4 separate regions of the Mus musculus genome follow, and regions 1, 3 and 4 are each linked to region 2. The links are chromatin contacts, called in public targeted proximity ligation maps. All regions are on one chromosome and are shown on one strand. The core of a region is the stretch at or near the end of the contact, and the rest is flanking DNA. Distances in the headings are between cores, read along the strand shown.

Evidence for each region.
Region 1: a targeted proximity ligation map of pro-B cells shows a contact between it and region 2, with 6 times the contacts expected there. A contact is called at or near these places in 12 of 39 promoter capture datasets (the 3T3-L1 cell line, the HPC-7 cell line, cranial neural crest and 8 more), 1 of 484 Hi-C or Micro-C datasets (the HPC-7 cell line), 23 of 130 datasets of targeted methods (the NIH/3T3 cell line, the SCID.adh cell line, VIP interneurons and 16 more) and 1 of 9 other capture datasets (adipose tissue).
Region 3: a contact with region 2 is called in a targeted proximity ligation map of pancreatic cancer cells. A contact is called at or near these places in 1 of 39 promoter capture datasets (pre-B cells), 2 of 484 Hi-C or Micro-C datasets (embryonic stem cells and pre-B cells) and 2 of 130 datasets of targeted methods (bone marrow-derived macrophages and pancreatic cancer cells).
Region 4: a contact with region 2 is called in a targeted proximity ligation map of embryonic basal ganglia, with 4 times the contacts expected there. A contact is called at or near these places in 3 of 39 promoter capture datasets (cranial neural crest, embryonic stem cells and maxillary cranial neural crest) and 15 of 130 datasets of targeted methods (the 230-238 cell line, the SCID.adh cell line, VIP interneurons and 12 more).

What each region holds. Positions count from the first base shown.
Region 1 is chr19:33,280,272-33,286,332 of GRCm38.p6, reverse strand. It overlaps the pseudogene Rnls. Among named protein-coding and RNA genes, the nearest start is that of Gm29998, 110 kb to the left of the region's middle.
Region 2 is chr19:32,754,182-32,760,623 of GRCm38.p6, reverse strand. Pten (phosphatase and tensin homolog) reads right to left here and starts at 3,047. Exons shown (of 9, transcript NM_008960.2): 1 at 2,101-3,047. The coding sequence starts at 2,179. It also overlaps the pseudogene Gm36566.
Region 3 is chr19:32,237,335-32,243,778 of GRCm38.p6, reverse strand. All of the region lies in intron 4 of Sgms1 (sphingomyelin synthase 1), which reads left to right. Among named protein-coding and RNA genes, the nearest start is that of Asah2, 140 kb to the right of the region's middle.
Region 4 is chr19:33,323,983-33,330,543 of GRCm38.p6, reverse strand. It overlaps the pseudogene Rnls. Among named protein-coding and RNA genes, the nearest start is that of Gm29998, 65 kb to the left of the region's middle.

The sequences.
Region 1 (6,061 bases), core at 318-2,817, 530 kb before region 2:
TCTCGGACCAAGATGGCAACCGCTGCTGCTGTGGCTTAGGCCGCCCCAATTAAAATTTTTAACTCACTGTTTTTGGTTCATCACTGCTTTTTCCATCTGGTTCCACTTGCTGCTTCAGTGCTGCTCTGGTCATCCATTGCTGGATGAATATGTGTCTGTCTTTCACACGAGATATATGGACTATCTAAAGCTAAAGATGGTATTTGTAATTCTCCAGCTCAGAGCATTCCAAATGGTCTGTTGGGTAAACACTATTACCATACCTAAGACCACCATCTTAAACCATGCTTGCATATAATCTATAGTCAATGCAAACTGGTTGAATATGTGAGTGAATATTGGTACAATATTATATAAGACAGTCCATATTCTCAGGAATTATAAATTTTAGAAGCAGAGAAATAATAAAAGCAACAATAAAACCATCATATGTTATATGATGATAAATGATAGGGATGATTTTAGAAAATGTTAAGTGGCTACTTTCAGTGAGGTGGTCAAGAGAGCTTTTGGTGTGGACTTGACAAGCTGAGATCTGCATGCTTAAGAATTGGCAATTGGTAAGGGTGGTCATGGTTCATGCAAGACCTAGTGCTCATTGTTGTAGACAGAGGCTGGTAAGTTTCAGGTAAACTCAGAAGCGTTTAACCTAACCCTCTTTAGATATCATATAGTAGATTTAGATTTTTTTCTCAAGACTCACAAAAAACCCTAAAGGGGAAAAAATATACTCTGTAGTGTGCCTAGAGTAAGATGATTTCCAAACATGTTTAGTAATTGATATGTAAACAATAATGAATTATGACTCAGTTCAGCCATTGGCTCTGTATCTCTATCTGCTATCCCTCCAGTCAACACACTCACTTCCTATCTCTGAGTCTGCTCTGGATCTGGAGCAGAAACAGCTCAGAGGCAGCAGTCATATCAGTGCCACTATATGCTTCTTTTCCAGCTCTTAATCAGGTGCAAGAGTAATTCTCTGTTTTTATTATATGAATTGTAAGGTACCGTAGGTGCCTCTAAAGCTGCCCAGAGATTGTTTGGAATGGCTGTAACAAAGGGCAACGCTTTCCAGATTTTAATATGTGTGCAGAGCCTCTAAAGACCTTGTTAAGTACAGATTCTGGTTTGACAGGTTTTAGGCGGGGCCTCCATTTCTATCCTAAAATCCTTCCAGAGGGTGCTTGCTGCTGCATGTCCAGTCCCCACTTCAGTAAAAGGCCATAGAACCCCAGCTCTGATCTCACCCCATCATTGAATTCTGTTGAAATTTGTAAAATCCTCTGACATGCAGGCTGCATCCCAAGATGATTAAATCCAAGTTGGTAGTATTAGGACTTAGGACTAGTTTTCAAATTCCCCAAAGAGATCCCTTTGTTTGAAGAGTCGTGGCTTAGAAGAAAAGATTAGTAAATTGTCCTAGTCCGCTTTATTAGGGTTCTGGGCTAAATTCTATGCACAGATCCCCAGCATGTGATCTCTTAGAAGACAGACCTGGAAGGAAGAGTAAGCCTGGTTGTGTCACAATTCTAGAAGTTGAAACAAGTATTATGACTTTAAAAAAAAAAAAAAGACATAAAGGTTTCGTTTTCAATGAACACACTTAAGCTTTTCTCTTCTAGAAGTGGGAGTTCACTCTTGCCCGTAGGGTGTCCTAATTTAAAACTTCTGTTACCGAAACCGGCTTGTTTTGTAGCAAGCTTTCTTTTTCTGAAACCTTTGGGCAAATTGAGGCGTAGAATAAAGATAGTGTGGACTGCTTCCTGGTCTTTGCCTTATAGACCAACAACATGAACTAATAGAGTCTGAGATTGTATCACATGATGTTCTCTCCAAACTCATGGAAAAATGACATCCAACAGGAGGCCCACTGTAATTAAGTCTTGGATGGCCTTTCCATTATAAATCCCAGTTTTAAAAGACTTGTTGCCCAACTGTAAAATCACATTCTAGACTGTTGCTTGGCTATAGACAATTTTAGCTGAGAGATGTTTTAAAAATAAAGGGAGAATTTTCTTTTTTTACTTTATTATTATCATTATTATTTTTTTCTTTTGTTTTTTTTACACTCCAGATTTTATTCCCCTCCCCGTCCACACTCCAACTGTTCCACATCCCATACCACCTCCCTGCACCCTCTCTCTGCATGAGGATGCCCCCCACCCCCCACCCCCGCCAACCCCATCAGACCTCTAAACTCCCTGGGGCCTCCATTCTCTTGAGGGTTGGGTGTATCTTCTCTGACTAGACCCAGACCCAGCAGTCCTCTGCTGTATATGTGTTGGGGACCTCATATAAGCTGGTGTATGCTGCCTGGTTGGTGATCCAGTGTCTGAGAGATCTCAGACATCCAGGTTAATTGAGACTGCTAGTCCTCCTACAGGGTTGCCCTTCTCCTCAGCTTCTTCCAGCTTTTCCCTAATTCAACAACAGGAGTCAGCTGCTTCTGCCCATTGGTTGGGTGCAAATATCTGCATCTGGCTCTTTCAGCTGCTTGTTAGGTCTTTTGGAGGGCAGTCATGATAGGTCCCTTTTGTGAGCACTTAATAGCCTCAGTAGTAGTGTCAGGTCTTGGGACCTCCCCTTGAGCTGGATCCCATTTTGGGCTTGTCATTGCACTTTATTTTCCACAGCCTCCTCTCTATTTCCATCCCTGCAGTTCTTTCAGACAGCAACAATTATGGGTCAGAATTTTGACTGTGGGATAGCCACCCCAATCCCTCGCTTGATGACCTATCTGGAGGTAGACTCTACAAGTTCCTTTTCCCCACTGAAGGGCACTTCATCTAGGGTCCCACCCTTTGAGTTCTGAGAGTCTCTCACCTCCCATGTCTCTGGTAGATTCTCGAGGGTCCCCCCAACCTCCTACCTCCCAAGGAGGTTTCTGTTCTTTCTGCTGGCCCTCGGATCTTCAGTCCTTTTCCCAGACCATGTTCCACTCTCCCCACCCGACCCATACCGTTTCCCTCCCAGGTTCCTCCCTCCCTCCCTCCCTCTCTCCCCACTTGTGGATGTTTTCTTCTCCCTCCCAAGTGGGACTGAGGCATCCTCACTTTCATTGAGGAAGGTGAGTTGTTTCAAATCAGTGAAATAAATACCCACAATGCTCAGACATTCTTATTTATCTCTTTTGCCACTAGAGGTCATGATTTCTAACCAGTAAAACCTAGTTTGTTTACGTACTAAATCCAGATGTTTAATGTGACAAATAACTGGGAGTCTGTGAGTTAACTCAATGCATTTTGAGGGTCATATATGTTTTGAGGGTCACAGTTCTGTGAGGAAGAACAAAGGTGTTCATTGCTGTTTCTTATGTGCAAAAGTAAGGTGAGTCAAGCTTATGTTCTTTGAAGTCGCTGAGTCTGTTCCTTGGATTTTATAAAGGAAAGAGGCACAGGAAATAAATGAATAAACAAAAAACAGCTGAATGGAACAATTACAGTCTAGTCACTGCAAAACTCCCAAAGGGTTTCTAAAGTGTTATAAATACAAAGTTTTATAAACTACTGACAAATTCAGGGGTGTCAATGTTAAGATAAATATTGAGCAGTTTCATGATGGAAAGCTGATTTCTGTTTATTGTTGTTAGGGGTGTTTTCTGAGATAGCCCTTTGAATATCTCTAATATCCAGAGAGGAACTATTACCTTTTCCTGTGTACTTCTTTTTTGCTATGAACATCCAGAGCAAGGAAGTCACAGATTTCTCACAGTACATCTGCTCAGAGCACATGTCCCTCTCCTCTCATTTTCCCACTTTCAATTCCGATTGTGGCCTAATAGAACCCAGTATACACTGGCAACATCAAGTAGCTCTGTCCAGAGCTTCAGTGTACAGAGATTTAACGTTAATTTCATAGTGGTCAGGTCAAACCCTAAGACATTTTGTGCCGAAACAGATAGTCTGCATGTGTGACTGAAGCAAACGATAATCAATAGATATGTATTGAAACTGTGAAATCTGATGTTCCCTTTGAACTAAAAAAATGACAAAATAAAGATGTAAATGTTCTACTTAAATAACTGTAAAGAGATAGGTGCTCACTACCTTTGAATGCATACTTTTTTTTTCTGTGTCAAAGATAGTAGGGTACCCAATAACCAAGACTGGTTAGTATGTCAATTTGCTTGGCCATTTTTATTATACCTAAAACAGTTATCCTACATATTAATTTAGATCTAATTTCTAAGGAATGATACATACTATCCCTCCTCTTCTCTGGACAAGAGGTCCCTCTTCCTTCCATATTCTCTGTATTGTCACTAAGCCATCTACATGGCTCCACATAGCTGGCTGACATCTTCAATCTCTGTTATCAATCTGGCTCTTAGCCCTTTGGTTCAGAAACTATGTATCTAATTGTTGGAACAATAGTGTTGGAACAGTGTTATAAACAAATAATGAATAAATGAACCAACAACGTGGAAATATAGTTATCTATGCCTAAACAAGAACTTTCCAACCCATTTTCTGGTATCGCATAATGCATTCTAGTTGTGGCTAAGTAATTTGAAAATGATTTGGTTTAAGTGAAATAAGTCTCCTTACCTAGTAGTGGCAAGTAGGAATAATAGTGACAGCTAGCACTTCCTCTGTGACCAATCTAAGCTCTATGTGAAGTATTTCACTTAAGGTGCTTCCTCTAATATGAAGGCCGTGTTGCTGCTATTGCATATTACAGATACAGAAATGGAGCTGCTGGCTCAACTCACAGTGCCAATCATCCTCACTTGAACTGCCTTGGGCACCATGCTCTGTGTATATGATGAACACACTCCACACCCCACTCTCGCTTTCCTTCCCCATGTGTCATGGCTGACTGATCTCAAATCATAGGATTTGAAGTCATTGTCACACTCTGTAGAGTCCACACTCCTTGGGGACCATTTCCTTGGAGTGTGCCTGTGTTTCTCTTCTAGGTCTTTACTCCTGGTGTTTTATGGTTTGGGGTTCATGAAGAGGCAGCTGTGTTGTGAGTATAAGCCTTTGCCCCAGAAATAGATGCTTCATTTTAGAACCTCATAATTTGTTAGAAGTTCTGGTTTGAGTTTTCCTCACATCTTATTGCTGACAGTTTTAGCAGAATATGTGATTGTTATCACTTGTCTCCAGGGTACTGATGATGACATAAAGATTTCTGTAATTGTCTAAGATCATTTGCTGCTTTATGAAGGACAAATTGCTCCTGTAGGTACATGTATTATTGCCACGGGATTTTCCGACCCCAGTGGCTATAAAGCCATGTGATGCTACTTTAAGAATAACAAAATATTAACTTGGAATTTTTTTACTAACTCCTGTCTTAAGGCTGTCTTTGTACATGGAGAGGGCTAAAATATAACAGGCAATCCCCTTGTGAAACTGACAGTGAAAAATGGTCTTTTCTTGTCACTTCGTTCCCTGGCTGATGTTACTGAACGCCAGTCTGCTCTGACATATTGTCTCTGAGCACTTCTCGTCTTCAAGCATAGGCCTTCACAGGCTCTGCAGGCAATAGCTGGTGGCCAATGTGGCAATCTACTATTTTTCCATAAACTAATAGCTGTGTGGAAGTTATTTACTTGTCCAAGACCATACAGCCTGTCGGTCCCCCAGAGTGAAGCTGCTCTTCAGACATCTAGTTTACAGTATTTGTATTGTTTCACATGCTCAAAATTGTTTGAGAAAATGGTAAATATACATGTTGGGAGAGAGATCAAGGTAATATGTGCTCTGTAAAAGTTAGTTACTTTGAGAGCTCCAAGTTTCCACAGATTTAAGTTCACAAGGAATAATGCACATATACACACACATGCACATCCTACAAATGTCTTGGAAGAACCCAGAACAACAGATATGAATACTATATATTCTTGAAAAACACTGGACTGACTTAAAGTTGAGGATAAATAAAAAAAATTGGTATTTGAATTCTTCTCTGGGAGTATTTAAAAGAAAAAGTAACTTTGTAATTCCTTCAGGTTTATCTTTCTGTTAGTGAAATTAACATTTACATGCTATATAAAATCCAAACAGAATTGCTCTTGTCCTTCACTGTGTCCCCAAGAAGAACTGAATATAAC
Region 2 (6,442 bases), core at 1,798-4,297:
AAAAAAATTTACAAAATAATCTTGAAGTCCTTTGGGGAAAGGAAGGCAAAGCAGAAGTGTACTTTGGACTCTACAAGAAGTCTGCCTACCAGGCATTCTAGACTTTTCTTTGAATGTTTTTTTTTTTTTAATTAAATAGATACCTGACTAATTCCTTCTAGATCGAGATTATTAACATTAATTCACACCAACAGTAAACTGCCTTGAAGCAAGTGACAACTCAGAATGCTCACCAATTATCTTTTGGTCAAGTTCATCCTGAGTAAAGCTTCTCAATTAACGCAAACTCGGAAATTAAAGATTCCTTTCAAACTGTATTTTTAGCTCGAAAGAAAATTAGCCTGTGTGAAGCCAGCTCTTCAGTGAGAGTTTCATCTTCATGTCAGAACAAAAAACTCAATCAAAATTAGCTATGCATTTTATATGCCACTAATGTAATCCATCAAACCTCTTCCAAATGAAAATATTTCTTCAAAAAAAATAATAAATTAATTAATAAACAAAGTTCTCCATAGTGATCTATTAGCAGGACATGTATAGACAAGTTGCTGCTGCCCTTCCACCTTAAGAAAATGTCTACTAATATTAACTAAAAAATAATTTTTACAAAGAATACCTTACCACCAATTATAAAATTACATAATTTTAACTAAATACTGTTCAATGCTACAAGTCACATAACAAAATTTTGGGTTGTACCAAAAGGCCCAATCATTTAAAGGCTCAGTCACTTCAGACCTGCAACTTGTGTTTTCGCACACCTTGCACACTGGCCTCCCCAAAGCTCTCAATTTCTGTCAACACTTCCCACTCTGCAAAAGAGGAGGGCTCTCTTTCCTACCCCTGATCATAACCAGCACCATACCTGAAACTGCAAAGATAAATGCTTTAAACCACGAACTTTTGAAGTACAAAGGCCTAACTTTTAGACAATCAGAACTATACAACGTTAAAATTCTTGGGTTTCTGTCTTATTCAACAAGCTGACTCAGTAAATTACTGCATGCAGAGAGCTAGCATACCTACAATCTGGAGCCAGTGATCCATTCCTGCCAGTTTGTCTGGATATTAGCGGGCTAAATTATACTTGACGTTCTGCACAAATCAGGCTAAAACCCACTGATAAGCCAACGAGTCAGAGCACCTGAAACAAAAAATATGAGCAGCGAATTCACGCTACTACTTAAATTTCATGTGAGAACTGAGTTTAACCTCTGCAGTCATTTGCCACACACAGCAAGCATCCCTGGACTCACAGACATCATCATCTGGGATCAAAAACTATTCGATCTCCATTCTATCAAGTGTGGCGAGGTCAAATGAATGGAACATACCACTGAAATGCAAATTTCATATCCTATCCCACATCTCATCAGGAAAGAAAGTCTAATTTAACAAAGTTCTATTAAAAGCTCCAATGATATATATTCTGGCACTATTGATTTTAAACTACAAAACTTCCAAATGCAGGCTCCAAATTTGTAATTACGTCGGTTTAAACACACAAAACTACTTCTACCCTCAAATGTGCACCGTCCATGCTGACGATGACTATGCTTATAAAGTTATGCAAATCAGTCCACAAGTCACATTTCAGAAAAATCTTCCAATGCAACCCAGGAAACTAAAAACAATCACTGCAAGATTCTGAGGCAACATGCCTACGTGCAGCACGGACTTTCATTTTAATCTCATCTACACCCTAGATCTAGGGCCCAAGTCACGATCTAATCGAAATATGCACAACCCAAAGCGTCTATTTTTTTTTTTTTTTTTAGTTCATTTAGAAGGCTGGATTGACGAGCTCGCTAATCCAGTGTACAGTACTCTGTATTACCGGACAATAGATTTTAAGAAGAGACCACAGAGCTCGACAAGAAAACAATCCGTGCCTTGACACTTGCAAGGAGGCATGAGTTCCGTCTAGCCGAACACTCCCTAGGTTGAATACACTGGAAGAGACACAATATGCACGATCTAGAAATGCGCCCAGAATTAAACGTTATAGTCACCCCAACTACAGAAATTTTTCGCATCCGTCTACTCCCACGTTATCAGAGTGACAGAAAAGCAAAGAGGAACAGCCGCAGAAATGGATACAGGTCAAGTCTAAGTCGAATCCATCCTCTTGATATCTCCTTTTGTTTCTGCTAACGATCTCTTTGATGATGGCTGTCATGTCTGGGAGCCTGTGGCTGAAGAAAAAGGAGGAGAGAGATGGCAGAAGCTGCTGGTGGCGAGGCTTCTTCTGCAGGATGGAAATGGCTCTGGACTTGGCGGTCGCTGATGCCCCTCGCTCTGCTGCCGCTTGGCCCTGGACCGCAGCCGGGTAATGGCTGCTGCGGCGGCTGCTGGATGGTTGCAGAGACTGGGCCTGCTTCTCCTCAGCAGCCAGAGGCCTGGCAGCCGAGGCAGCGGAATGGGGAGAAGACGGATAATCCTCGCAGCGGCTGCCTCCTCCGGCGGCCTCCGGAGCCCGGGCCAGGGGGGGTGCGGCGGCGGCGGACGGGAGGCTTAACACCGGCCCGGGTCCCTGGACGTGCCGCCGCCGCCGCCGCCGTGTTGGAGGCAGGAGAAGGGGAGAGAGCAACTCTCCGGCGTTCCCAGCCCTGGCAATGGTGACAGGCGACTCCGACCCCCTCCCCGGAGCCGCGGCCGCCGCCGCCGCTTCTCCCCCCCGCTCCAGGAGCGGGAGGTGCAGCCGCCGAGCCTGCGCCGGCTCCCGCTCGAGCCCACGGCTTCTTCCACCGTCTCTCTCCGAAGCTGCTCAGAAGCTGCCCGGTTAGAACAGACGACGAGGAGGCGAGGCCCGCCGCCGCTGCCGCCGCCGCCGCCCGGCCGGCTCCCCGAGGGCGCTGCCCCCGCGGCTGCTCACAGGCGCTGAGAGGGGCTCTGGGCCGTGGCCGCCGCCGTCTCTCATCTCCCTCGCCTGCGCCGGGCCTGGCCTCACAGCGGCTCAACTCTCAAACTTCCATCATGGCTGCAGCTTCCGAGAGGAGAGAGCTGAGCGCAGCCGCGTCCCGACGCCCAAGCGCGTATCCTGCCGCAGTGCACAAAGAGTCCCGCCACATCACCGTGCGCCGGCCAGCCCGCCCCCTCCGCCGCCCCGCCGGGAGAGCAGGGCGCCTCGGAAAGCCGGAGGGGAGGCGGGAGGCGGGCGGGAGGCGGGCGCTGAGCCGGGGACGGGGCGGGGCGGGGCGGGGCGTCGGAAGGGACAGGGGCGGGGAACGCCGCGGAGCATGCCCAGTGTGTCCGCGGCTCGCTCCCGGAGCTACGCCGGCTTTGGCCTCAGCGCAGAGAGACCCGGCAAAGGTACAACAGGCTGGGGCCGAGTGAGGGTGCGCTGAGCACAATCGCTGACCGCTCACAGGTGGATCGCACTAGCTGACCGCCTTGGTCGGTGCTCCGGGAGCCTCAGGGGCAGGATTATCCTTCCTGCGTCTGTCCCTGCGTTTCTTCGGAACGGCTTTCATTCCCTGCCCTGCGCTGTGGTCAGATTGCAGTGCTTCGCTAGGATTTGTCGGCGACAGTCTTTACCTAGATAACACACCTCTCCCCCTCACGGTGTCCTCAAGGTGTCAGTCTTTGCACAAAGAACAACCCCTATTGTGTCTCCCGCGTGGGTCACCTCATCGGGCTCCGGTTCCCTGCCCCGCCTCTTGCTTCCCAGGCAGCTGGGTTCATTTGCCCGAAAGATGAACGCTCCCAGCCAAGCATGATGATTGTGCATACGGGGCGTGTACATTCACATCTCCCCTGAGTTTCCAGGGCCCAAAGGACACCCCTGGTTGGACAAAGTGGGTCTCCGTGAATAGAGTGCACCTCACACACACCCCTCCACCGCCCGGTGATGAGACCCGCAGCTCCCCGCAGCGGTGGGTCTACCGGATCACAGCCAAGCTCAGTCTTCAAAGAGCTAAGCCCCCACCCCCAATCCCCACTTCGTGGCCGCTATGAAAACCCGGCAGAATTGGATCGCGATGGCCAGGTTCTGACCCTGTCGGACCTTGCATGTTCGAGGACCCGGTTACTGAGCCCGGGTGTGGAGTATGGGACGTTCGGAAGCTGCAGCCAGCGAGTGGGCGGGGCGAGCAGGCCTGGGAGGGCTCAAAGGCGAGGTGGAAGGATACATGAGCCGCGGTCGGAACTACTTTCAGGAGGAGGTCACGTGTGGTCCTAGTTGGGGAACTTTCCAAATTCCCATTCCCCTATCTGTGTGCTCCTGGGGCAGGAGCTTGGTCCCCTCTGCTCTATTAGGTGATCGCCCCCGCCTCCTTCTCCCGTGTGGTCTGCTGGACCCCTCTCTTGCCGGATCGGAGCAGAGAATAGCATCCACGAGCCGTCCGCAGGAGCGCTGTCGGGGCCGAGCGCCTGGGGAGCTGGTTACACAAGCAGCCACATCCAAGCACGTGCCCCCGCCACCCCTCTCTGCTGGCCGCCGCCGGTTTGTGCACGCTGACGCGGAGAGTCCCCAAGCTGTTCCTCCCTTTCGCTTGTAACCCATAGAGCTAGCCAGAAGGCCGGGACACGAGACTCCTGTTCTGGATCTGCCCACACCGCGCGTTCCCAACCGTGGGAGAAGAGGCCGGGCCCTAGGGGGAGGCGCGGGGCGGGGGTGGGGGGGATTGACGCATCTCCTTCGCTTAATGAGGTGAACCCTTTCTAGATCTGTACTCGCGGGGCAAAAGGGTATCTCCTGTTGCTGCTGGCTGGTTAGGCTTACCGATGTTGCAACAAACTTCCAGTCACTGCCCCTGAACTGGTGAGCGCGCCCCACCTACCGTAGACTCAGCCAAGTGACTTATCTGAGCACCTAGTCAATGGCTGTCAGCCCAGAACAAACCTGTCAAGTAAAAGCTTACTGCCGGGATTGGCTGACCTGTCGCGGTTGAGAGAGCTGGTTCAGAAATGCTGATAACTAGCGTACAGCCCCTCCTCCCCCACCAACCAGCCACAAAGCAAGCGATCACCTTGAGCTTGGAGGGAAAAAAAAAATGACATCAACTCCAATGTAGGTAGAGTTTTCTTCCTTATTGTTCTTTTCCCAGGGGACTTAATTCTCAGGATGCCAATCTGAGCCCTAAAGTATCTCTGAGTTGAGACCTAAGCTGAAACACTGGATCATTTTAGAAATCCGGAGGATAGTAGTCAGTTATGGATTTGCAATAATTGCGAGTAGGTGTCTAGGAAAGGCTAGCTGGGGGTTTAGAGTACAGGAGAAGGAAAATTTCATAGGTCCACACAGCATAGTTGCAGGCAGCCTCTGAAGTCTAGAAACCTCAAGAGGCTCGGCTCAGAGAGCTATGGGCCATTACCGAACTGCAGGACTGCTAATTAAACCGGGGATATTTACAGTTCTATTAGAGCTCTCTGAAGCTACTCAAACATTGCATTTAGATACATCCTTTAAAGATCTCTCCGCCAGAGATAGCAGCCCAAGCTAAGCCAGCGTTGATGTTTATTACAGGCTGTTTTGGGGCAAGGTTCTGGTCAGTAGAGGGAGGGCAGGGATGACCAATGAGAGCAATCTGAGAACAATAGCCGAGAGGCCTCTATTTGGTTTCTAACGATGTAAATAAATTCGGTTCACACAGCCTAATCTAAGATGGAGATCTAGTTTACACAGAATCCCCAATGTCAAAGTGTTAGCTGAGATGCACAGCAAAAACCTAAGTGGTGCTCAGCAGAGTGTCTACTACTGCTGTGGGGAAAAATAAGGATGAAGTTACATCAAGAGAAGTGGGTTGAAAAGGGGAAATGGCCCACATTCGTTCCTGTCCCCAGAGTCCCTGTTACTAGCATCACCCTCTTTTGCCTCTTCCCTGGAGGCATCTTGCGTGACATTACTCGGAGCGTCTAAGAAGCTCGGAAATCTTCCTCTAAAGAAAAAGAAAGACATTCATCCCTAAGCTTCCTGATGCCTGGCTGGAGGAAAAAAAAGGACCCGTTTCTGTTTCCAGAGCATCACTCCATAGAGCACAAGGAGGCGCATCCCAGCGCTGACCCCAGCCCACAAGCACCACCAAGTGAGGCAAGAAAGCCGAAAGCCAGCTAGCTGCTTCGCTCGGCTGCTCTGCAGGGCTGAAGGAACAGACACGCGGTGTTGGCAGGTGTGTGGGCCCCTCTGACATCAGCTGGCCACGCTGACAGCATCAGGCCTTGTTGGGAGTTTCTAAATACACCCCTACTTCCTTTCGCAGCAAATATGTTTCTGTGCAGCCTTTTAAAATTTTTTGGAGTTTTTCACATCTTTATTCCACTCAAAGGATGTGAGTAGGGCAAAAGGGAAAAAGTCCATATAGCAATTTTATATATATATATATATATATATATATATATATATATATATATATATGAAAATGTATATATTTATATGCTTGGCTGTACAGATATTACAATACACTGGTTTCCAAGTGCTTCATTTCCTCACCTGTCTGGATTT
Region 3 (6,444 bases), core at 134-2,633, 520 kb after region 2:
TTGCACCTCTGGTTTTAGTTATTGCAGGTGGAACATGATTTCTTTTCTCTTTTTCTTTCTTTCCTTTTTCCTTTCTTTCTTTGTATTGCCTTTGCTGCCCTGGAACTTGTTATGCTCAGCAAGCTGGTCGTGAACTTATAGAAATCTGCCTGTCTCTTTCCCACAAGTACTGGGAGTAAAGGTTTGCTCCACCATGATGGGCCAAACGTGATCTCTTAAAAGATGTTACAACTATCCAAAGTGGAGCATCTTTGTCCTTTGAGCTGTCTCTTCTCAGTACGCGTGGGTGTGATTGGGCAGTTGAGCGCACGCATGCCTGGCATCTGTGATGCTCTAGATTCCGTCCCTGGCACCCAGAGGGGAGGGGGAGTTAAGCCTGTTGTCATGTTCAGTAGACTGGTTATTTCAGTGCAAGGTTCAGGAATGGCGTCTTGATAATTTGTGATTGAGGCTTAGAATGGCCTTGCGTTTCACCATCGGCTTTAGATGAACCTCAAAAAGATTTAGAGCCTTATGGATTATAAAATGGGAGGGAAAGAGGAAGAGAGAAGCTGAGTGTTTAGTTACTTTTCTGTAGCTCTGGCTGTGCAGACCGGGACTAAGGCAACTTATAAAAGAAAGCATTTGATTGGGGGCTTGCTTACAGTTTGTGGAAACATGTGTAGGTAGGCAGCCCTGCCTGCTGAAACAGTAGCTGAGAGCTTACTTTTTTCTTCTCCTTCTTCAAGTTGGAGACAGAGATGGGCCTGGCCTGGGCTTTTGAAACCTCAAAGTTCACCCCTGTGACATAGCTCCAGCAAGGCCACACCTCCTAATCCTTCCTAAAGCAGTTCTGCCAACTAGGGACCTGACATTGAGTTTGTGGGAGCCATTCTCATTTAAACTTACCACAAGGGTTAAGGATTTAGTTTTTAATGAAGGAAAATGAATTATATGTGCTTTATGCTAATAAAAATGAAGGAAGTACAAAATCAAAAAGCTGAGACACAAGATGTGAGGTGTGGGGGAGGGGCTACTGCAGCTCTTTTTCAAGTTGTTTACCCTCATAATGCTGCTACTGTTACTGAGCCAGCCTCCTGCACGTGTAAGGTTAGGGTTAGCTTTGGGATTTTATGATGCAGTTTCAAAGTTAGCCTTAAACTGTCTGTCCCTTTGGTCTGAGATCACCTTTGAGTTCATAGGAGTGTACCATATTGTCTGGCTTGGAAACTTAGTACCTGACATGACCCTGGCTGAGAAACCAGCACACATGTAAAAGAGCCAGTTGCTGGATGTGAAACCGTAGCTGTCAGAGGTAACGAGGGAGAGCATGGCCTGAGCCTGCCATGCCTATCTGGATGACCCTGAGTCAGAGACAGGTGCTCAGTGGGCGTGGAGCCAGTCCTTTCCACAGGCCAGACAGTTGTTTTTCCTGGAATGTCACTCCTTAGCTCTGACTCAGCCTCTTTGATGGTCCTTCCGGTTGCCTGAGGGGACAAAAAGGAAAGCAGCAGTGATAAGCTTGACTCTGGCCAGGTGCTCTTGACAGGGAACTTCTGACTGGACACCTCACAGGCAACTTCTCTTGGGACAGAGCAGATGGTGTTGAACCTTGGCCAGTGGGTGCCCTCCAAATAGGCTTCCATTGGCTTTTGTACTTAACATGCTCGTCCCTGAGGCTGCCTCGGACCTGGTGGTAGGTGTGTTACCTGGACTGTACTCCATTGTCTGGAAATGGTACGGTGTGCTGCCTCCTTCTTTTGAGATTGGATTTTAAGACATCTGTTTAATTCTTGTGGAACTATACTTTTAAAATATGTGCTACTCCTATTTCAAACGGTCTTACTTTGTATCATATTAGGATTAAATATTAATACTTTCACCTTTTACTATTTTCATCGCTCTGCTGAGATTATTGTCATGAGAACTTATTTGAAATATACTCTGTTTCTGATGCAGGCTCTGCTGTGGTGGCTGCTGTCATTCTGACCTTGTCCAGCGTAAAGCTAGGGAAGCAGATGCTAGAGAGGAAAGGACGCGGTATTTTCTGGAGGTCTTATGTAGTTCACAAAAGTATCTCAGCAGATGAAGCCTTTTTAATAGAGGTCACATGGGACTGCAGCTTTCGCAAGGCCCCAGGGTGACACCCCAGTACTGTAGAGGTGACCAAATGGGAACAAACCCCAAGCCATCCACCCGGACGCCATGTGTGGACTCAGTGGCTGTCGGATCTCGCCGGAGGAGTTGTCCTGAGGCACTCAGACTTGAATCTTAGGAGCATGACATCCGTACTTTGTTGTCTTTGTTTAAAATGAGGGGACTCGTGATTTTAAAAGTCTTTGTGCTTAGGCTTCAGGCATGTTAAGGAGTTAGTAGTGGCTATCCATCCTGACAAATACTTTAACCATTTTTTCCCCTTCTACCTCCGGTATTGGGAATTGAACCCAGGCCCCTCTTTTATGCCAGTCGAGTACCTGGTCACGAAGCCACATCTTCGGTCCCACTGATAAATATTTAAAATCTTTACTAAAATCCTGGACTTAGGTATGGCAGGCCATTGAAAGGAACCAACCTGAGGCTTGAAGCCGTGGTGAACCTTGCCTGAGATCATGTGGTTAGAGGATGAAGGAGTCCATACTTGATGTTAGCTCTCTGACTTCACAGACTGGTCAACTCTGCCTCACTGGCTACACACAGCAGTGACATTAAGGAGGCAGCCTTACAGAGAATGTCCTTACATTTCACACCCACACAAGGGCATTCTGAAGCTCTGGTGACAGCATTCTCCTTGGAGAAGTGGTGGCTTCTATTGGCCCTGCTGCTTCCTTTTTGGGGGCGGGGGGGGGGGGCGGGGGGGGGCGGCGGCGCGGCATTTCAGATTTAGGTTAGAAGGTATGTCTGCTTGTGAGCTGTGTCCTCAGTGTAGGCTTCTCTGGATGGTGGCTGCAATTGGGTCAGCTTGTTTTTGTACTTGTGTCACATAGCAGGTTGGGACTGGAATTTGACCTCAGCATCCCACAGAGGAGGATGGTTCTACCATTCTTATACAAATTTCAGAATTCTAGCTTGTATACCTGTCCTTGGTCACAGTGAAATGCTGCTCTTCCACTCCTTACCACCCTCTCCCTCCTCTCCCTACTCCTGTTTCCTGTTAACTAATACATAACTGTTTTGAAACAGGCTATGCTTGCCCAGTGCCATGATGAGAGGCGTGCCCCACCAGTTTCAGTGCTTCCCTCTTTATCTGATTCTACATAAAAATCTGCCATGCGTGTCCTAAAGAAAATGGCACACACTTTTTATTCCCTGCACTCAGGAGGCAGGGGCAGGTGGGTCTCTGATTTTGAGGCTGGCTTAGCCAGTTCCAGGACAGCCAGGGCTACATAAAAAGTCCTTTTCTCATACTACCAGGAAACAAAATAAAAAGAAAATTAAAAAGCAGTACTTAGAAGTTGCCACTGGCAATAGTTTGGTATGGAGGCTTCTGTTCTTATTCCTGTGAATATGTATGCTTTTAAAAATAAGATACAAAATTAAAATCATTGTTTTATATATATGTGATCGTCCATATTTATTTTACCCAGTACAATGCATGCATTTCTGCCATAGGCTTAAATGTCCTTCTGTAATGAGCTTGTGGCAACAGTCTTCTCTGTAGATAACAGCATGGATGCATCGGCCTGGTGTTGGGCAGATATGATCCTCATTCACCCGAGGCCACGCTGGTGTGTATCAAGTGAGAGCTGGCCATCCACTAATCTTCATGTCTCTTTAAAGTAGTTAACAGTGGTTATTAATGATGGTCAAGAAAACCCATTTTTAGTCTCATTCTGTTATACATTATAACAGTTTCCCTGGAAGACCCTATATAAACAGGCAAGAACAGAAGAGTATTTGTTTGTTAAGCTAGGGTATTTTAGAACCTCTGTTTTCTTTCTTTGAAATAGGCAGCCTATCTATGACAAGTACCTGAGACCTCTCAATTCTTATTTTCAAGTGGTTTAGCCCTCTTGTTCACCATACTAGTTAATGAAAACTTTTCACGTTCTCCTTTGTTGACTAAATATTTGACACAGACTAGCCCTGGTTATTTAGACCAGTGGGCTGTACTTGGCCAAGGAAGCCCTGGACCTAACGAGAGTTCCTGTTCTAGGCCTTGGCTTAGGCACAGAGACCAGTGATCACCATAGACCAGAAGACAGAAAAGGAAACGGCCGAAATCTGTGGTCTGGGACTTGGCTCAGTGGGAGAAAGATAGTAAGCTCTATAACTAAGTAAAATGCCTGTGTGCATATATCTAATAAGAGTGCGGGGGGGGGGGGGGGGGAGAAGCAGGCGTGGTATGTACTGTGTGCGCATGCGTTTGTCTACATATACGTTCTCGTGTGAAGTAGGGAGTCCCTGAAGTGGTGAGTGAGAAGGGACCATCCAGCTATGGGTGTGGCCGAGGAGCTGAGCCTGCTTACATTTGGGGTAAGGGCATTCTAGTCAAAAGGTTTAGGAAGTACCAAGTTCCTGAGACTTCAAAGGATGCATGCAAGCCAAGCTGGCCCAAGCGTAACCATGCCAGAATCTGCATGCTTTTCAAGTCGTTTTAAAAGGAATTGTTCTTCATTCCAGAAAGGTTTCCAGTACCTGGGAAGTCTTATACATTATAAGTGATGAAAACTTGGCTGTGTTGGCTCTCAGACCAAAGTAATGGATAGCAGATAGGTTAGAGTAAGTGCTGCCCACATGTAGATAACAAAACTGTAACATTACAACTGCTATCACTAGGCTTACGAGGCTAACAGTATCTCAGGAGCCACTTCTGCCTTTTCTTTTTTAATAAGACCTGTTTTCCTTCAAAAGTTCTAGTACTCTTGTTTTAAACATGAAACTGTGATAGTTTTATGGAAGTTGACACAGGCTGCGGCTTGGGAGGATGTGTGCATGACAGATAAAACATAGGCTGTTTCCCTCCATTTGGCTCAGCGGCCTTCTTTGGGGTTTTGTGAGCTGAGCCTGCAAGAAGGCAATTGACAGAGGTCTTCCGGACCCAAGGCTCCCTTGGTGAGGTCAGTATGAGTTCCTTTGCCCACTCCTATCCTTCTGTCAGGCTGGGGAGTAAGTAGCTGGTGGCTGATTCTCCAAATACTTGATATTGTGGTGGTAATAGTGGTGGTCCAGGGATCTCTCCCACCCCTGCTGGTGTTGGGGAGTGGGGGAGGGTAGCCTAAGGGGGGTGATGTGCAGGGGGTTTCCTCCTTCTTGGACTGATGTGTGTGTGTTGGGCAGGGGGTGAGGGGAGATTCAGTCTATAAATGCTGTTTTGCTTTCTTGGCCAAGATGAAGAAAGGATGTTTAGAAATTAATCTTGGATAAATTGGTTGCCAGTGGGTGCCGTTCATGGTGGTGTAAGTGTGGCTCTCATATTTATCCTTAGACTCTTGATTGAAGCACTTTGCTGTTAGGGGCCTCCCAGCGGTGTTACTGAGTTCAGTGACAATACAAATCTCATTTAGTACTAATGTTTCCATGGCATTTTGCTCTAAAACCAGTTTGTGAGGATGCCCCAGTGTGAAGGATACAAGTCTAGGCAGAGGACAGCCCTTGCTCTGTGTTCTATTGTTTAAGAAGGATTCCAGTTAAGGGCAAGAAGCTAAGGTGCTACTGGGTTGACGTCCATGGGAAGTAGCAAATTTTAAATAGTGGGATTTCAAATAAATAAAAATTGTTTTGTTACCTTCCCCCTCTGCTCCCGAGAGCTTCCTATTGCATAGCCAAAGCTAGGTTCACACTTGTAACTCTCCCGCCTCCATCTCAGAGTGCCTTGTGTATCAGCCTTAGTTCCTAGCAGAATAGAGCGGATGCTTAGAGGTTTAGCCATGCTTGTCCTGAACTTTGATTAGCATTTCCTGCAGGGCTGGCACGCTTGTTACAGTCGACAGGCCTATGTGGACCTGCCTTCCATCACCTAGGATTTATGGCTGCCTTTGGGAATCACTCAGGCTATGTATTCTGAGGGTATATAGTTACACAGAGGGCTGGGGTTGAGGCCATTTGAGTGGGAAAAAAAAAGAAGCCTCAGGACAATGAGAAGTTCTCTCAAGTTCTTAACTGAGAACTGGCCATTGCCTTTAGTAATGCTTTAGGTTATTGGTGATGTGAAATGATGGCTGTGTGTAAGATGGAGGGTCAGAAGCAGCCTGGGAGACTATGAGGAGATAGATTCCTGAGAATGGGCCACAGCCATCTTCTTTGCCTTTGAGGCATGTGGGGCAGTTGGGTTCCTTGTGCACAGCACCCATGACACTGCTGGGGCTATGGTTTGGGGTGTGACAGGCTTGAGAAAGTGTGCAGTACACAGTTGCTTAATTCTCTGTGCTATGGACATGGATATCACTAAAAAGTAGCTGAGCAAAAGTGTTATCTATCACACAGCATAGAGACTCTAGTTGACGAAATACTGCTGATAATTTCTGG
Region 4 (6,561 bases), core at 1,859-4,358, 570 kb before region 2:
TGTATTCTAAATATTAATATCCTAGACATTACCAACAATGGTATTTTTGAACAGTGAGAAAAGAGACTATGAAACTTTTATCACAGTAAGAATGAAGCTCCATGGACCTTATTGGCAGTAGTATTTCTAAATTGTTCCAGCCACAGGAGTATCATTACTAGTGCTTTAAAAGATATATAAGAAAGAAAAAAGTATTTGAAAAAATTGATACTTTAGTGATAAATAGTTGTAATTTGGGGGCCTTATTTCATATATGTTTCAAAATAATCCTCATATTTTATTCAATCCTTTGTAAAAAAAAAAATAGGTCACTATATTGTAGAGAAATTTTAATCCAGCAACATGCCTGCTCTGGCAAGGGATCACATCCAAAGATATGATCAGGCTGAAATGCAGACATGTCCTGGATGGAATACAAACACAACAGGCCCTTAGTACACACCTTTAATCCCTAACAATGAAGGTAAGGTTGGTTTGTACAAGAAACCAGCCATGTTTGAAAGTAGCATCTAATTGAGGGACAAAGTGACAAGTTAGAAAAAGACTTGAGAGAAAGTGTCAGAGATAGGAAATCCCAACTCAGGAGAATGGTGCAGGCAAGAGAGGCTGCTTAAGAGCAGCTAGAGAGAGAAAAAGGTGTGGTGGTTTGGTGATATGTGGTGTGTGATGTATGTGTATGGCAGTTTTACTGGGACAGTTTTGCAGAGACAGGTACAGGGAGAACAAGCTAGACACAGGTGAGCCAGAGACACTAGCTTGACACAACTAGACACTAGAGCCAGAGAATGAGAAGGAGCCAGAAGATTAGAACATATTGTCAAAGTTAGTATGAAGCCAGGGAGAGCAAGTCAGTCAGAAGCCTAGAGAAACCTGAATAAATCAGTCATTTGGGAAGATGAGATCATATGGAGGCTAGGAGCTTCCAGGTCTAGGTCTAGAGATAGTTTGAACAGAGAAAGAAACACTCTGGGCTCAGCCCAAGCTGTGTATTCGCACAGTTTGGTACAGCTCTCATCTTATTACTTCATCTGAGGAAGTAAAAGCAACTTTTAGACTGTATAGTAACTGTTTTCTTCCTAATTTCTCAGGTAAACCATCATCATTTCAAATTAAACTATTCTTAGGTAGGGGAGTGGGGGGAGGGTATGGGGGACTTTTGGGATAGCATTGGAAATGTAATTGAGGAAAATACTTAATAAAAAGATATATAATAAAAAAAGATGTTGATGCTTGAAAATATATGTTGAAAAGATTCATTCATCTCTAGTGAAACAGAGGGAATAAAAAAAAATAGAGGAAATAAGGAGACGGTAGGGGCAAATGTAGGTAGAATATGAGTGTAAGAAAGTGAGAGACTCCTAACTATTTAAAGACTACTGTACCAATGTATATGAAGGGTCATTGGAAATTTTCAAAGTAAAAAGAAATAAATCATGTACACTGGTACTACTCATTACAAATGTATGTTAAGTGCCTTAAGATTCTATACTAAATGTGTGATAGTGTCACAAAGAAAAATAGGATTTTTCGATGGCCTAGTCGGCCATCACTGGGAAGAGAGGCCCCTTGGTATTGCAAACTTTATATGCCCCAGTACAGGGGAATGCCAGGGCCAGGAAGCCGGAGTGGGTGGGTTGGGGAGCAGGGCAGGGGGGAGGGTATAGGGGACTTTTGGGATAGCTTTTGAAATGTAAATGAAGACAATATCTAATAAAAATTGTAAAAAAAAAAGATTTAGTTTAATCATTTTTTAAATTTTTAATGGTAATCAAGTATTCTTATGTTTCATTCTTAGTTTAGAACTGGGCTTAGAACTATCTGTTTTCTCTCTTCTCTACCTCTCATTTTCATTGTTTTTGGCATTCACTTTACTGTTCAATGAATACTTTCTGAAAACCTGTCAACATCAGCTACTGTGATAGGAGTTGGGAGTGCACTGAAGAACAAGACATATGCTGTCCATTTCCTAATGGAGTTTAAGATACATTCAATTCTGTCATTCATTTAGTATAATGCAAAATAATGGCCTGTCTGCACTATTGTCAAAATTAGCTTATCACAAAATCAGGACCATGCAAATAGATCAAAAGAAAAACATGAGTCTGTCAAGGAACTTATTAGAATCATAACCTTGAGCCTCAGAGTTCTGCACTACATTCCACATCATGTCACTGGGAGGCAAACAGTGGCCACTGAGGGATTCTGTTCAGAGGTGCATTAGAAGATCTTGGACAATATTTTAAAAGGTTTAAGAGCTGAAAATAAACACATAATATTTAAATGAGAGTGAATTTTTGTTGATGAAATGTGATAATTCTAAAACTATTGCATATAGAGACATGCATGATACTTTTGAAAATTATCGAGTGTCACCTGTCCCTAGTATTAAGCTTAGAATGGAAGTGGTTGACATCAACATGGTCATTGTGAAAATAAGAATTAGGGAAAACAGGTTTCCACTAAAACTAAAAAAGCAGGTTGACAGGAGTTGACACACAAAGTAAAATAATTTGGGTAGAGAGAGACTCAATTAAGCAAAGGCCTGTGTAGGATTAATTGGCCTATAGTGTATTGTCTTGATTAGTGATGAATATTGAAGGGACTAGCTCACAGGGTCCATCGCCACTCCAGGGCACATGGTCCTAGATGGCATAGCAAAGCAGGCTAAGTAAGCCAGTAAGCAGCACTCCTCTGTGAATGTCCCTTGCTTTCCGTTCTGCCTCTAAGTACTTTCCTTCAGTTCCTGCCTTGACTTCCCTGGATGATGGACTACCAACTGTAAAATGCAATAAACCTTCTCCTCCCCAACTTACCTTTGGTCATAGCATTTTGTCACAATAGAGTTCCTAACAAGACACAGGGTCTTTTAAATCTCCACTGAACTATGAAATTTTTTTAAAGTTAGAACTGATAGGTCATATCTTGACTATTAGCAACTAAAGCTACTGGTGTCAATGTTGCCACCATTACCAATAATAACTCAGTAAACCCTGATGGGCAAACATTATTAAAGACTGTTAGGATGCAGTCAGAATCTGAATAAGAATAGTGCTGAATAGTAACTACAGTGTAATTCTTGACTCACTCACTTGGCACACACTTTTAAGTATGTGTCATGACTGTGGCAAGTACAGTTTTAATAACATTATCTCATTGACTATTCACAGCACACCCATGTGGGAGACTGCTATTAAAACTCCCATTTTACAGAGTGAAAAATAAAGTCATGAAAAAGTTAGGCAATTTTTATTAGGTTAGAGTGTGTGAGTGGTAGGATTATTCACTTTCAGGCCTTTATATCTGCATAGAAACCTGATCATAATTACAGCTACAATTTCTCTCCTAACCTTTTGCCTTATTCCACAACATATTTCAAGCTATTCATCAGTTGGAATTTGTTATTTTCTTAGAATCTGAAACACACACAGCTGGCAACTGAAGACAGGATAAGAGACCTAATAATAAAAGGCTTCCAAATAGTGCTTACTTATCGGATAGAGAGCTTTCAGGATTAAAATTCCGAGTTTCAAAAGACGATGACTCATTTTGCAGCTGCAACTGTTAAACCATTAACTGATTAACCTCTCTCACTATTGACTGTTTACCGTATTTTAAAGTTGCAGAAATACCCAGTTAATCCCACAGTTATCAATTGTAATGACATTAGATTTACATATAATCACAGCTCAAAATCATGCTTGTGGCTTTAATAAGTGGTTACATTCTTTTATCAGTGGATTTAGTTTCCCAGCAGCTGATAATTTTGAACACTTGATGTGTGCTGCATTGAAATTAAATATTCATGATGATCTTTTGAAGTTTACATTGGAAAGTGCTTCAAAAACTATCAGTATATCAAATTATAATGTATTGCTTCTCTTTTAAGAAATGTGATAATAGTAATCTTTTGTGAATTTTGGTCTTTACAATTTCTTTGTGGTGCAGATGTTAGCAACATGGGACAGCTAAGAATTGCTTTCTGATAAAGATGTGCGAAATTGTCAGCCATGAATCATGAGCTTTGAATATGGAGAGAGTGCCTTGTACACCAGGATAATTTTCAATGACAGATGATTGTAAAAGGATAGGTATATGACTTTTATTAACATTAACCTACCTGAACACTGTCTTATGGATTGGTTTGCTGCTGATTAAACTCTTTTAGGGATGTCATTTGAGACTGTCTGTTTTGTATTTCCCAGTTGATTGTTTTAATTGCCAAGAACATTATTCAGAGAAAATTAATATAAAGATTGATATGTGAGTGAGTGAGTGAGTGAGTGAGAGAGAGAGAGAGAGAGAGAGAGAGAGGGTGTGTGTGTGTGTGTGTGTGTGTGTGTGTGTGTGTGTGTGTGGTGTACTTTGGGGTAAGTAGGACTACAGACTATTCATTCATATTTCATATTTCACCTCGAAGTACTTAAATTTGACTGATGGTTAACAGTAAACACATAATTATTATTTCATGCAACTTGGCCACTGGCAGTGATTTTCATGGTGGTAATTTAACAGCTGAGGATGAAAGTCAAGATTCATCATCAAGGATACAGAGCCTTAAAAGCATGTGGTTTGTGGTGCTATAAACTCTTTCTGTGTCTGCTGTGTAGTAAGGAAAAACCAGAAGTACAATTCCATTTTGTTCTGTTTTAAAGGAGTCCCTCTGTAGTCCAGACTGGCTTAGAACTCACTATGTAGCTCACATGGGCCTTAAACTTGGACAAATCTTTCTATTTAGCCTCCAGACTGTTGGGATTGAAGGTGTGAGCCACCACACCCAATTTTTCATACTTCTCATTTTTCTTTAAAATTTAGTTAAATATGATCATATCACACACACACACACACACCTTTCCTCCCTTCAGCCTCTCCCATACCAGTCCCTATTCTCTCTCAATTCATGGCCTTGTGTGGGTAAATATATAAATGCAACCTGCTGAGTTCAGTTAGTATTACTTGTGTATATGATTTCAGGAATGATTACTTGGTATTGGAAAGCCATTCAGCACTTATTCTTGGGGAAGACTAATTCTCCCGTCTCTCAGAAGTCTTGAGTTTTACTTTCGTTATTCATTTTTTTTTTTTTTGAGATCATAATTGCATCATCTCTCCCTCCCCTTTCCTTTTCCTCTCTGAAAATCCTCTCATTTACCCCTTCTTGCTCTCTTTCAAATTCATGGTCTTTTTTTTCCTATGTATATTTGAACATAATCATATATGTACATAAGCACATAACATTATACTGAGCAAGTTGTATTTACACTTTTAGGAATGCTGGTGACCAGCCCAGGATCATGGGGTTTTTTTTCACAGGAAAGGCAGCAATGGAGTATGTAGTCAGCTGTTAGGGCCAAAGCTGCATTATTTTTGGTGATTCTTCTGTCTATAACTCTTTTACTAACTCCTGCTGGCAATGGGCAGAGGATTAAGAAGGGGGAAAAAAAAAAAAAAGCTTAATTGCTAGGGTTCTTTTCTCTCTAGCTCAAGGACCTCTCTAGCTGACCAGGCTATAGGCTTAAAACTCATTAACTCTTGATGAACCAGGGAGAAAGGAAAAGAAAAGCAAAAAAAAAAAAAAATGAAAGAAAAGAGAAAATTCACGCATGCAGAAAACACTCACTCTGGATGAAGCTGAAGAAAATTGCACCTACATTTTATTGTTCATAGTTCTTGTACGTTGTCAAGATAAATGATCACTCGGTTTCCTAAACGTCTTCACTTTCTTACGTTCAAGACAATAGCTCATGACATAAAATGGCAAAGAATTACAGCAAAAATGTTTACATCTTTCCATTAAGACTAGTACCTGACTAAATATTCATTATCTAGCTCCTAGAGCCATAAGTTCATTATAAGTTTAAGGCAATAATTTTTATGTCATAAGTCAGCATGGTTTTGTCAATAGACAAAACATCTGCCTAATGTCTTATTATTTTGAGGTTTTATATTTATATATATACATATATATACAGAATATATATATATATGTATATATATATGTGTGTGTGTGTGTGTGTGTGTGTGTGTGTGAGTCAATATTTTATTATCTGTTCTTGCACTACACTAAATTGTCCATTCCCAGTTAATGACTTTTAGTTACCAGATAATGGTCTCACAGCTAACCTAGAAGGAACGTTTTTTTCCTGACTGTAAATTTATTCCAAGCCTGCTTTCTTATCCTAGTGCAAATAGACCATGATGCATGAAGTTTTCAGAGCCCTATTTGCAGCTTTTATAGGGCTTGAAGTTACTTGTATAAATTTATAAATTTTATAAAATCCTTAGTAGGAATTATGAAATCATCAATTTGTCTGCATATCATAACTACATAGGAGTACATCTTCATGTTAATCTGCAGAAAATCTGCCCAATTGAGTAGGCTTATGCCCAGGAATCATTAGGCTGTATAATAGTGATAGGAAATGGCATAACACCAGCAAGAACCAATCCTCTGATGAAGTCTCTTGGGATCTTTCCTCAGAACTCACCCATAGTAGGCCATGCAAATGGTGGGCCATCTCAGAAAAGTCGGTTGCATACCTTTCAACTTTCCTAGATGGCTGC